2 separate regions of the Gossypium arboreum genome follow, and region 2 is linked to region 1. The links are chromatin contacts, called in public Hi-C maps. All regions are on one chromosome and are shown on one strand. Each heading gives the region's core, a stretch centred on a gene start, on an enhancer-like site or on the middle of the called end of the contact. The rest is flanking DNA. Distances are from core to core; before and after follow the strand shown. Region 1 holds the start of LOC108485413. Region 2 holds the start of LOC108484242 (probable leucine-rich repeat receptor-like protein kinase At1g68400).

What was found. Hi-C and Micro-C count contacts between places; a contact is called where the count stands out from the background.
Region 2: a Hi-C map of leaf shows a contact between it and region 1, with 2.0 times the contacts expected there. The contact joins the promoter of LOC108484242 here to the promoter of LOC108485413 in region 1. A contact is called at or near these places in 2 of 5 Hi-C or Micro-C datasets (both in leaf).

Annotation. Positions count from the first base shown.
Region 1 is chr6:109,943,898-109,949,866 of ASM2569848v2, reverse strand. LOC108485413 reads left to right here and starts at 1,335. Exons shown (of 2, transcript XM_017789248.2): 1 at 1,335-1,466; 2 at 1,788-2,331. The coding sequence starts at 1,798. The coding sequence ends at 2,184. LOC108486534 (serine hydroxymethyltransferase 3, chloroplastic-like) reads left to right here. Exons shown (of 11, transcript XM_017790637.2): 11 at 1-452. The coding sequence ends at 199. LOC128294589 (small nucleolar RNA R38) reads left to right here and starts at 1,597; the gene lies at 1,597-1,681.
Region 2 is chr6:110,733,152-110,739,953 of ASM2569848v2, reverse strand. LOC108484242 (probable leucine-rich repeat receptor-like protein kinase At1g68400) reads right to left here and starts at 4,954. Exons shown (of 2, transcript XM_017787960.2): 1 at 3,130-4,954; 2 at 1,305-2,169. The coding sequence starts at 4,369. The coding sequence ends at 1,505.

The DNA of each region.
Region 1 (5,969 bases), core at 86-2,585:
GGAATTCACGGCTATTGCTGATTTCATCCATGAGGGCGTGCAAATCACTATTGAGGCTAAGGGATTAGCTTCTGGATCAAAGGTCCAAGAGTTCTTGAAGTTTGTCTCGTATCCTGATTTTTCGTTGACGGATAAGGTGTCCAATCTTCGTAGTAGAGTCGAAGCACTTACCACCCAGTTTCCCATACCCGGCGTATGAGTGAGGTTTAATTAGTAATGAGAGACCTGGGAACATTATTATATCATAACATGGTGAAATCCAACACTGATTTCTTCCATAGATTTATGAAAATTTGAGATGTAGTGATGAAAGGGGATGAGTAACGTAGGACTTAAACGTTGGTTTATGATGACAACCAGCAATAATTTTATCACTTTAAATGTGGTTTCTCTACAATATTAATACATATTATAATTAATTCATTATGATTCTATTTTCTTGGAAAAAATAACTTTTTAATTGACGATATTTTAAATTTATAAGTGGATCGATTAGTCACGCATTTCAATTTTAATATTTTTACTTTTAACCCTAGAATGTAGTATATTTTTGGAATTTAATTGATAACCCTCAAAGTTTTTTATTTTATTTTATTTTAGATAGAGGGTTTGTTCAAAATAAGTATAACCTAACTCAAAATATAAAATTTTAAAATTATATTTAATACAATAAAATATTTATTAGATTTATTTGTGTTTTCAATTTAATAAATTATAATAGTGTTTTTAAATATGAATACCTTTTCATGTGTTAGAAAAGTTTTATTTTAGCATTTTTTAGTATATTATATATATTTTTTAAATTTTATTTTTAAACAAAAATTAATCTAAAAAATCAAACATGGGAAGTCGAGTCAAGTCCGAGTTTATTTTTCTTAAATTAAGAGCTTGAGCAAAAAAGTAAATTCATTTTTGAGTCGAACTTAACTCAATTTAACTCATGAGCACATCTAATGATTAGATTTAATATTACTATTTAAAAGTAAAGTAATAAAGTTAATCACGAACAATTTTCTAAAAGGATATTACTTAATCCAACTTAATTAAATTTTTTGTCGAAATTATTGGACTTCAATTAAGAGTAAAAAGATTATTATTATTTTAAAAATAATAAAATATAAAATGCTAAATATGCAAATAATATAGAAACTGATAGCAAACTTAGACTTAAATATTAAAAAAAATTAGAGTACCCAAATATTAATTTAATCATACAATCTATATTACATTCACAAGAAGGCCGAAAGAAAAAAGGTCCATTTTCTAAGAAAAAAGCCCAAACATTTGAGAAAGCTCAGCCTTAAACCCTTAACCCGAAACAAAGGGCCTATATATAATCATCTTTTACCCAATTTAGGGTTTCAAATAAACTCTGTCTCACACTCCTCCGCTTCGTTTTGTTTCTGCTGCTTCGTTTCCGTTTAGGGGAAAACCATATCGTAATCTCTTTAGGATCTCACTGCGAGGTAGGAGGCACCAGTGATAATTACTTTTTATATCCATAGGAAGATATTTCCTTCTCTGGGTTTTTCTTTTTTCGGGATTTAATCCGTTTATTCGTTGAAGATTCCTTGAAACAAATTTTTTTTGAAACGATGTTGGAAATGATGAGAAAATTTAATATTATCACAGTTATCCCTGTCTGATTTCCAGTGCTGATAATGTGTTCTCTGACACAACATTCGTATTATTTTTTCTTTTAATAAATGTATTTAATATTTCTTCAAGTTTTGTTTTTGTTGATTTTAGTTCTTCGTATGCTATAATTTTTTGTTTTGAAGTTGCAGATTCAACCTAATGGCGAAGAAGGGTTCTTCAACGACGCCTTCTAGAAAAGCAGAAAATAAAAAAGAAGAATCTATTCCAGAACAGAAGAATTCAGCTTCTAAAATGGCTGGTAACGAAATCGACGAGATATTTGCAGGTAAAAAGAGGAAGAAACCCGACCCTAAAGGGTCCGAGAAACCGAACGGCGAGGAAATTTCAAAACCCAAATTGTCGAAAAAGAAGAGTAAAAAGAGTAAAGAAACCAACAGGGAAGGAGGATTCAATGAACCTTCTTCTCGGCCTCGGAAAAGAACGGCAGATGGTTTTGCAATTTACACTGAAGAAGAATTGGGTATTAGTAAATCTGGTGCAGGAAGTACGCCACTTTGCCCATTTGATTGTGATTGTTGTTTTTGATAAATGGGGTTTTGGTGTTAATTTAGTCTTTGTTACTTTAATTTTCAAATTTCAGAAATTTGAGGGTTTTAGGCTAAATATGATTGTTGTATAACGCAAGGCATGAAGTTTTTACATGAAATGCAAATTTTGATTCATTCTCTTCCATGAGCTGACTTTTTTGTTTATTTTGGTTACTAATCACACGAAAAATTTCAAAACAAAACTATTTGTTCTATTTGAGCTACAGATTGCGGGTGTTTTGTCAAGAAGGAAGCTAGTTGTAAGGGTGCTTCCCCATAAACAATAATTAGATCACCACATTCTGGCACATTAAAGTAATGGTGTTTGATACGAGACTTATTAGAGCAGTTGCATCTACTTATACTTGTATATATTAATAATACCAAGTCCAGAGTTCTGCTTCCACGCTTGTTGCCTGTGGTATGTGTCGATATGATTCTTTTACCCAATTTCCATTGTGATCCCTAATAACAACTTCAGCTCCTCCCCTGCCAGGATTCCTCGTTGCCGAGTTTATTTTACACCAAGGTTGGGTTTCCTCCATCTCAAGAACTTAACAGGATAGGCTACTCAGTAGTTGCACGTTCGAGAAATTTGTCTAGCCTACAAGGACTGTTAAAAGTTTTGGCAAAGATGAGATGGAAGGGTATTGTGGGTTTTGTGTACCAGTTCTTGTCGTTGAGGTTATTGTCAAGTCATACATGATAATACCATTCCTGGTTCTGCACTCGTCCAACGTTGTTATAATCCAAAACTCATACGCACTGCCTAATGTAAACTTTCTAGATTCTGTGTAATTTTCAAACAAGCGCATACCTTCCTTCAGCAGTTGTAATTGGCGTACTATACAGTACACTAAGGTTGAGTTGGCAGTTGAAATGAGAAGCTTTCACATATATTCCGGAAATATCATTTCCTATTCGTCTCTCCTTAAGGGTCTCCCAATCCTGATCAATTACACAACCAAAACTTAGTCAAGCGGTTAACCCATCGTATCCCCTCGACTTGTTTTTCTTAGAGCTCCCCACGTTGGCGGCACACTAAAATTTGCACTTGTAGTGACTTGGTTGGTTACGAATATATTTAATTTAGCAAGGAGAATTTGGTGAGAATAGTGATTAAACATGAATCGGGTATTAATAGATAAAAAAGAAATAGAGTGAAATTAAAATTCATGAATTCAGATTAGATATGTCTATGAATCGGGTCATGATAGAATTTTAAGCTCAATTGTTAGATTTAGACTCAATTCAAAAAATGAGCTTTATTTTTTGTCTAAGTTTAGGCCCAAGGCTGGCCCGACGTAAACTAATTTTAAAAAAGTTATTTTATTATATAAAACAATTTTTTTTTGGGGGGGGTGTTATTTTGCTAAAAGTAACTAAAAATAAGTAACTACTACAACAGTGAGGATAATAAAAGCTCAAAACTCTAGTCATCACAAATTGGGGGTTTTAAAATAAAAACCTATAAATGAAACAATCCCATTATGCCACATGAATCATCAGACCATGCACTTACATTGACATCTTCACATTTGAAAAATAAAGAACGAGCAGATGAAAACATTGCAAGAAGAAAGCATATCCAGAACTAAACTATTTCGAAGCAGTTGTGTTGAGGTTAGGAAAATTATAAGACCTAACAGGAGGTGGTGGCTTGGCATAGGTTATTATGGTGTATTTTTTTGCATTCCCAAGCACTTTCATTGCTCGGCTTTCTGCACTTGATGGACTTTCCAACTAGAAGCGAACTTCATGCATGGCATGGGCTGCCAAGTAACCAGTGAATGTCCATCAAGTGCAGCAAGCCAATTCTTGAGCTATTATTATCCTCACTGTTGTCCTAATTACTTATTTTTAGTTAATAAAGATCACAGGTGGCATGTCAATTTGCAGAAGATATGAAACAGCATTAGTGAAAGTAAATGCTAGTACAAACTGAAATGACACCTATTTTTTACATCAATTCATTTCAGGGTAACTGTAGAAGGGAAATAACCTGAAACTAGTGAAAAAGTTCCACCAATTAGAAAACCTAAAACAACAGCAAGGGTGCGATGTATTTGGAGTTGAAGTGAATGGAATATAACATGTGGTTAGGGTTAAATGGTACAGAATTGTCTTTATAGTTCATCATAGCTCATGAATGTCATCCATTCAAAAACTTTATTTGTTAGATTAAAAGTACTATGTTAAAGTGCCAGCAAAATATTCTAAATATGCAAAAGGCAGTATCAGTCATCCGATGTTGAGTAACACTTCACTAGCTAAACAATTCCACTTTTATTTTCAAAACTGAACTAGTGTGAAAACCTCCATTTTTAAAATGCATTTTATCGAAAAAAAACAACCAATCTCATTGCTTCAAAAAACCCATTTTTTTTCAAAGGCAGAGCTTTAAAAACAAAGAGTTGAAACAAAGAAAATTCAAAAATGGTGGTGTTACCTTCGGGTTTTCAGTCAAGAAGCAACAATGGTGATTGGTGAACGATGATGGATCGGTGGGTGTGTGGTGGACCGGATTTGTTAACGATGACGGTGGTGGTCGGTGAGTGTTGGACTGGAGAAGGGATTTAGAGGTGTTAATCGGGAAAAGAAAAGAAAAAGAAAAGAAACGGTGACTTATTAAGCATATGGTTCGGGTCGGGCCAGACCAATAAATTATATAAGAGACTCAGCCCATTTTGAATACGAGTCTCATTTTGAGTCTAAATTTATTTTTTGAGTTTATATTTTTATCAAAACTCTTCTATTTTTCAGACAGGTCTTTGGGTCAGGCCAGGTGACTAAGCTTATAGATAAGTTTAATTTGGACCCATGATGTATCCCTCTCAAGGAGGGGTAAGCAAAACTCAATTTGATTCAAAAAAATTGAATTTCAAGTTAATTGAATGGAGTTATTCAAGTTAGTTCAAATCAGTAATTTGAGTTTCGAGTTTAAGTCGAGTTAAATTTTACAATTTAAATAACAAATTAGTGTAAAAATCCCTTTGGTGTTTTACAATTTTGAAAATGAGCAAATTGGTCTCTTTCAACAAAAATTACAAAAAAATTCAAATAATTTTTAAAATTCAAAATATTTATATAAATTCTAAAATTTATATATTTTTAAAAATTCTAAATTTATTTTTAAAAAATTAGAGAATATATAAATAAAGTTAAGAATATATTTTATTATTATTTTATTTTGAATTGTTTTTCAAATATATATGTTTTTAAATTTATGTGCTTTAAAATAAAATTATTATAATTTAATAAGATTTTAATTTAACATGTTCAAATTTTTAATTTAACTCAAATAAATTTACTCAATTCGAAAGACTTGCCAACTCGCTTGACTTAAAATTTTTCAATTAATTTAATAAAACGCTAATCCCTAATCTCAAGTCATATAGAATTCTCTCAAGTGATATAGTTGTCCATATTATTTTGATGATGTGGACTTGGTTGATTATCATACCTAGCTCTCCAAATGGTTTAGGTTGCCTAATCATCTCTCAATTCTAGGAAGAGTGGTTGCTTCTCCACTTTGCCTCCCCAGAATAAAATTTGGTTTTATGTTTTGAATGTGGTAATTACAAATTTGGGATTGGATTCCTTTGAATTTTAAATGTCCATGTTTCAAAATTTTTAATTTAATACCTGAGTTTTGTTTCATCTCAATTAAGTATGTAAGTTTAATTTTAAGATTCAATTTTCTCAATATTGAAAACAAGCTTCGATACTTATCGGTGAAAACAATCATTTGATCTAAATACTATATTCGACATTGACAATAAA
Region 2 (6,802 bases), core at 3,705-6,204, 790 kb before region 1:
GATGTAAAGCTATTCCCACCGTCAATGCTTGGATAGTGCTTTAATAATTCTTGAAACAGCTGTAATCTCACATGAAAATTTGGAGATGTTTAGGTTTACTTCCTTCTTTACTTGGAAATATATGGTCTCACATGAAAATTAGACCAAATGGTCCAATCTCTGGGCTTAGTTAAATATAGGTGTGGTCCATCTTGGGATAAAAAGCAAAAACTCCATTTTCAGCTAAGATAATATATTCTATATATAACAAGATTGATTTTAGTATCTCAATGCTATCTCAACTGACCAAAATACAACAAAACTAATAAAATCTTGAAATTAAAAAATTATTTGATGCAGTATTAAATGGATTAATGAAAATTTACAACTGCAGATGAAATATTACCATATGTCTTATGGAGTGACAAAACTTCACTTGCAACGGAGAGAATGATAACCCTTAAGAAAAAAAAAATTACCTTTAAAATTTATCTTTCCCAATTCTTCATTTGACTACAACTATTATTTATTAAATATTGAGTAAAGCGGTAAGATAGATTATATTCTTAAAAATAAAATATAAATTTAAATATCAGACATATTACAACTGTGAAACCGAAACATTAACCATAAAATAAAAATGAAAAAAGTAAATAGTAAACCAAGTAATTTAGGCATGCCACATGGCACGAAAAGAAGTTTGCTTAATATCAACACCCTACTCAATATAATCAAACTAGACTAGCATGCCTACATGACCAATCGGCTAACCACGTAAAAGATTCATATTGGTGAAGAATTGAAGCAGTGGACCAGTAGTTTTGGTCCACATCATATTGCGACTGGACCCAAAAGCCAGCCCATAAGGCATGCCAGAAGGCGACAACACCATGTGAAACTGTACCCCCTTTTTATTCTTTTTATTTATTTTCATCCATTTTCGCTGCTTCTCAAGTTATTCTCCAGTCTGCAACACTAGTATTTAAGGCAAAATTCATAAAATCAAATCCTAATAATTTTTCTTTATGTTGACGCTTGGGGAATTTGTTCCTTCAAACAGTTATAATAAATAGATTTTCATATAATATATGAAATTAGTTTGATTTTAATTATTTTTAAAAAATTAATATGTCAGTATCTGTGGGGATACCAAAAGGGAGGGTGGAAGGGGAAGAAGGGACACCATTCATTGCCTCCTACCACCTTACTATTGTTTTTTTCTTTTTTTTTTTAAATTGAGTATCTCACATTGTGGGCACAGTGTATTTGACTTAAATTTAAAATCTAGACAAATTCTTAAACGGAGAACCAAATCCTTACAATAATTTTTCATATATAAAATTTAAATTAAAAATATTGATTAGAAATATCAAATTCCTTATTACTTGATTCAATAAACATTGAATAAGTTAAAAATGCACTAACATTATATTCAATAAAATGCTTGTAAATTTACATAGAGAAAATCAAATTTCATCAGAATCTTTCACCCTAAAAAAGAATCCCTTATCAATACTTACATTACCTAATGGAGCCCAAGATTTCTTTCCGAATGAGAAGGTGAAGAATCAGATGAAAAGTCATTCAAAATAGAAACCATCCGATTCCCACCATTTCTCCTACCTTGACCTCTAATATCTTCAATCATCCCATGCACCACGCTCATCTTAGGCCTATCTTTAGGCAACGTAGCCACACATAGCAACGCCACTTGCATTAAACCCACCATCTCTCTTTCCATCACCTTATCCCCCAACATCTCAAAATCAAACACTTCCCACCCCCACTCTTCTTTCCCCACGCTTTGCACCCACCTCACCAAGCTCATCCCGCTCTCCCCGCTCGCTGTTTTCCCCGACAATATCTCCAACAATATCACTCCAAAACTATACACGTCGCATTTTTGAGTATATTTTTTAAGGCTGGTGTCGTCACCGTTGTTGAGCATCAGCTCCGGGGCTTTGTAGTCGTCGTTGGAGGAAGATGGGGAATGTAGAACTTGGTGAAGACCGGGCTCGGAAATGCGGGCATTGCCTTGTTGGTCGACTAGGATGTTTGATGTTGAAAGGTATCCATGGAAGATCTTGTCCTTTTTGTAACTATGGATAAATACTAGTCCTTGTGCTGCCTCCGAAGCTATCTTTAACCTCCTACTCCAACTCAATGGCGTCCTTCCCGGTCCTCTGTTTCCTGCCAATCACAAATTCAGACAAAAGGAGTAGATTAACATACTAAAACAATCCCTTATACATATACATTTTGTTCTAATGACTATTTATTTATTATTTTTATTTCATGAAATTTCCTTTTAGAAAATTTTGAACACGCAAGTTAAAAACCATTCTCAAAATTTAATTTTATTATTTCTTTTATTTTGATAAATTAAAATAGTTTTAATCACATATTAAATCTTTTAGGTATAATGACTTATTTAGCCCTTCAACTTTACAAAAAAAACTCTCTATTTAATTTTTTACCTCTTTTAACCTTTAAACTTGTGTTTTTTAGTTAAATCACCCCCAAAATAAACAGAAAAGACATAAATGTAAATTACTGCACGGATAACATATCCACGTGTATGTCACATAAACAAATACAACATTAATTTTTTTCATCCATTTTAAGTGATATGACAAAAAGTGCAAGTTCAACAACTAAATAAGACAAAAAATTAATTTGAGAGTTAAAATAAATTTTTATAAAGTTAGAGGACGAAATAGGTCATTAGACCAATATTTTATTACTAATAATTTATAGTATATCAAATTAAAACATGACGATTAATATTATAGTTTTATTTTAAGAACTGAATTGATAATCAAATAAACTAAATCATTAATTCTCGATTCAATTAATTAAATTATTTAATTTAACAATAATTAAAAATTAAAAAACCGATTACACAACTAATTTTTATTTGATCAATTAATTCGATTCTAATTAACTTATAATAGCAGCTAAATTTTTAATAAAAACAAAATTAATAAATTTCACATTATTCATTAAAAATAAAAATAAATTTAAATTTTTAATAATATATCATCATTTAATTCACCTAACCTAAGGTGTATAATTTAATACAGTATGAAATGTAGGTTTGTTTTGATATATTAGACAAAAACATAAAAATGCAATAAATGCAATACTAACCATGCAAGAGAGAATGTAAGCTTCCATTTGATAAAAACTCGTAAACCAATAGCAGCTCGTCCTTGGAATTATAATATGCTATGAGGCTCACAATATTAGCATGCCTCAGCTCACCCATTATTCTCAGCCACCCATCAACATCCCTCCTCCGTCTCCTCTGCCGTACCCTTTTCACAACCACCATCTCGCCGCCGTCCGTCACCACCTTGTAAGTGGTCCCCACATTCCCTTTGCCCAACAACTCAGCCGAAGACTTCAACAAATCACCCACTTTTCTAAAGCCCTTGCAACCTTCTAACATCACCAGTTCCTCCGCCTCTATCTCCACCTCTCTGGAGCCGCTCCGCCTTTGCAATTTGGTGGTGGACCCACTTTTTGTTTCCATTGCTTCCGTTTGGGTTCCATCGGAGAAACACTTGTACTTGTAGCAGCACCACGTGATGGTCACCAGTGCAGCCATAACCGCCACCACGTCGACAGCGACGATCATCAGCACCACCCCATTGCTTAGCCTCTTGCTTTGGGGATGACGAATCTTTTGTTTTATGGTCGCGGGAAGGGCCGTCCGATTGAAACAATCGGACTGCAGAGGTTGGCCGCAGAGGTCCTTGTTCCCTTCGAAGGAAGAGACCGGGAAACGAGACATCCAAGCCGGAATCTCGCCGGAGAGTTTGTTTTCCGAAACGTTAAAATCGGACATGGAAGAAAACGAGGCAATCGAGTTGAGGGGGCCAGTGAAGGAATTGGACTCGAGCCGAAGAGTCAACAAGAAAGGCAACTGAGTCAACTCGGTCATCGGGATTTCGCCATGGAAATTGTTGTGCGAAAGGTCAAGACGGTGGAGCCGCCGGAGAGTGGATATTCCGACAGGGAATGTTCCGGAGAAGAGGTTTTGACGGAGGTAAAGATGCCTTAAGTAAAGCCACGAAGACAAGTTAACGGCAGAGGAAGAGAAAAAGCGGTTATTCTTAAGGCTGAGGAGTCTTAGGTAAGAAAGGTGATGCAGTGAGTGAGTTGAACCAGAAAGGTTTAGGTTCTCAAGAACGAGTCGTGTAACTCGGTGAGTGGAAGGGTTACATGTGACGCCATACCAAGAATCAATGCAAGGATTAGATGAGTTAACCCATGAGGAAAGCGAGTTCGAAGGGTCGAAAACAGAGTCTTTGAAGGACAATAAAGCGTTAAAATCAACACTGCATTGACCCAAAGAGAAAAACAAGAAGTAAACCATGAACAACATTTGTATAGCTTTAGCCGTTTCTGTTGCTCTGTAACTTTTCCCGAGAAAAATGAGGAGGGAAAAAATCCAGGAGAGAATAAATAGGCGTTACAGAATGGGGAATTTGTGAGGCAAGTAGCCGTTGATATATGATGAGGAGAAGAAGAAGGTGACACGTGAGGAAGGAGCGTAGAACACGCGCGCGCTTGCAATAAAAACCAAACACGAGATTAGGTCAGGTTCGTGGTGATGCAATGAAGGGGCAGAGCATAGATGAAAAGGATTGCCCCGATTCTACACGCGTAATCTATACTTATAGACCATATTTGTTTTTACATAAAAATATTAAGAATCCAACACTGCTGAAATATATTGGGAAGAAATCAAGGACCCAAAAAATGAATTTAACCTAGTAAAATTCAAGCGCTCCAAAAACCAATTCCATAGTGGGGGATTAAGACTTGTTTGTAAATAATAGGAACTGCCAGAGGATTCCAGCAATTGCTGAAATAGACAACCTTATCCCTCACTTTCTCTAAGCACCACCAGAGCCTCGGATAATATATGTATATAGTTTTTTAATCTAAGTTCTACTATGGAAGGTCCCTTTTTTCATTTTCTGGATTTGAGTTGGGCATGAGTCGGCTCGCCTGAAATATAGGAGGGTTTGGATAAAAATATAAGCTTAAAAATGGGTTTAGGCAAAAAAAATAAGTCCCATTTAGGGTAAGGCATTTTTAGCCGGGCCCGGCCCAGATTCACTACATGACAAAAAATCTTTTTTTTTTTTAATATTATTTTCTTATTATTTTCTCCTTATTTTACTATTATTTTACTATTATGTTATTCTTATTTTGTTGTTATTATTTGAATATTGTATAAAACTTATTTTATTATTAATTTTCTTTATTTTAAAGACATTTTTAATTTTGTTATTATTTTAGAAACATTTGCTTGTTAAGTTGCATTTATTTTAGTGTTATTTAAGTATATATGTTTTTTAAAATTTATTTTCAATTTGTTGAGAAATATCTATTTGATGTTTTTAGTATTTTTGATGGTTTATATATATTTTAAAATTATATAAAAAAATAATATAAAAATTAATATGGACGGGCCGGGTCGGGCTCGAGTTTTAATATTTTTATTTGGGTCGGGTTTGAGCAAAATTTTGGGCCCATTTTTTGAGCCAGACCGAGCTCGAGCCTAACAAACGGACCTAAATTTTTAGTTGGGCCTGACCCGGCCCATGCACACTTCTAAGTTCTAGCGTGTATGCAGAATTATATCAGCCGTAAAAATATTTGTTGACTAAGAGAGTTTTGTTATCATCCAAATAATAGGATGAGTTTGGATATCAATGAAAATATAATTATTAAAATAGTAGGTTTTTGTAATTATAAATTTTTGGAATAATGATTTATTCAGTTTTTTAATTTTATAAAAAAATAATTTTATATTTTCTTTAATTTTTAAATGTTTATTATTTATCAAATTATCTCAAAATTGATGAAAATGTTAACTCGACAATCCACGTGGATTTCATCCATGTCAACAATCAATTAATTTTTAAAATTTTAAAATTTAAAAATATAATTATTTTAAAAAATTAAAATTATTTAAACAAGTATAAAAAGTATAATTTTTTAAAAAATTAATTAATTGTTACATCGACTCTTGAACGCCAATGTGGATACCACATCGGAAAGTTATCATTTATTTTTTGGTGATTTGACAAGTAATGCAAATTCAAGGACTAGAACAGTGAAAATTAAATAGAAAGCTAAAATGATTTTTGTGTAAAGTTGTAGAACCAAATAAGTTATTATGCCTAAATTATTTTAAATCTTTAAACATGTTTGACTCATGAGAATCTAATTACATTGTAACTCCTTTATCTCATGTTGGTATTATAAATTATAATTTCACAACTACATATTTTTAAAATTATTAAAAAGCTGTTATAAAATAAAGAGAGATGGAGATAATAAAGAACAAAGAAAATATTAAAGTAATAGAGAATGTACTTTATTGATCAAAAGAGATGATTACAATGCTTCATCAAAGTCTCTATTTATAGGCATAAGAAGTATAATAGAAGTAGAGATCTATTCTAATAACTATTAGAATTTAAAGTATATTAAAACTTTATCTTGATCATGATGGACATCCACTTAATAAGATATTCATAATACTCCCTCATAGAAGTAGAGATCTATTCTAGTAACTATTAGAATTTAAAGTACATTAAAACTTTATCTTGACTATGATGGACATCCACTTAATAAGATATTCATAACACTCCCCCTTGGATGTCCATTGATAGATAATGTGTCTCGTTAAAACCTTATTAAGAAAAACCCTATAAGATAAAAACCTAATGAAGGAAAAAGAGTACACAATCTATAATACGCATAATATGCTGCCTCATTAAAAACCTTACCAGGAAAATCC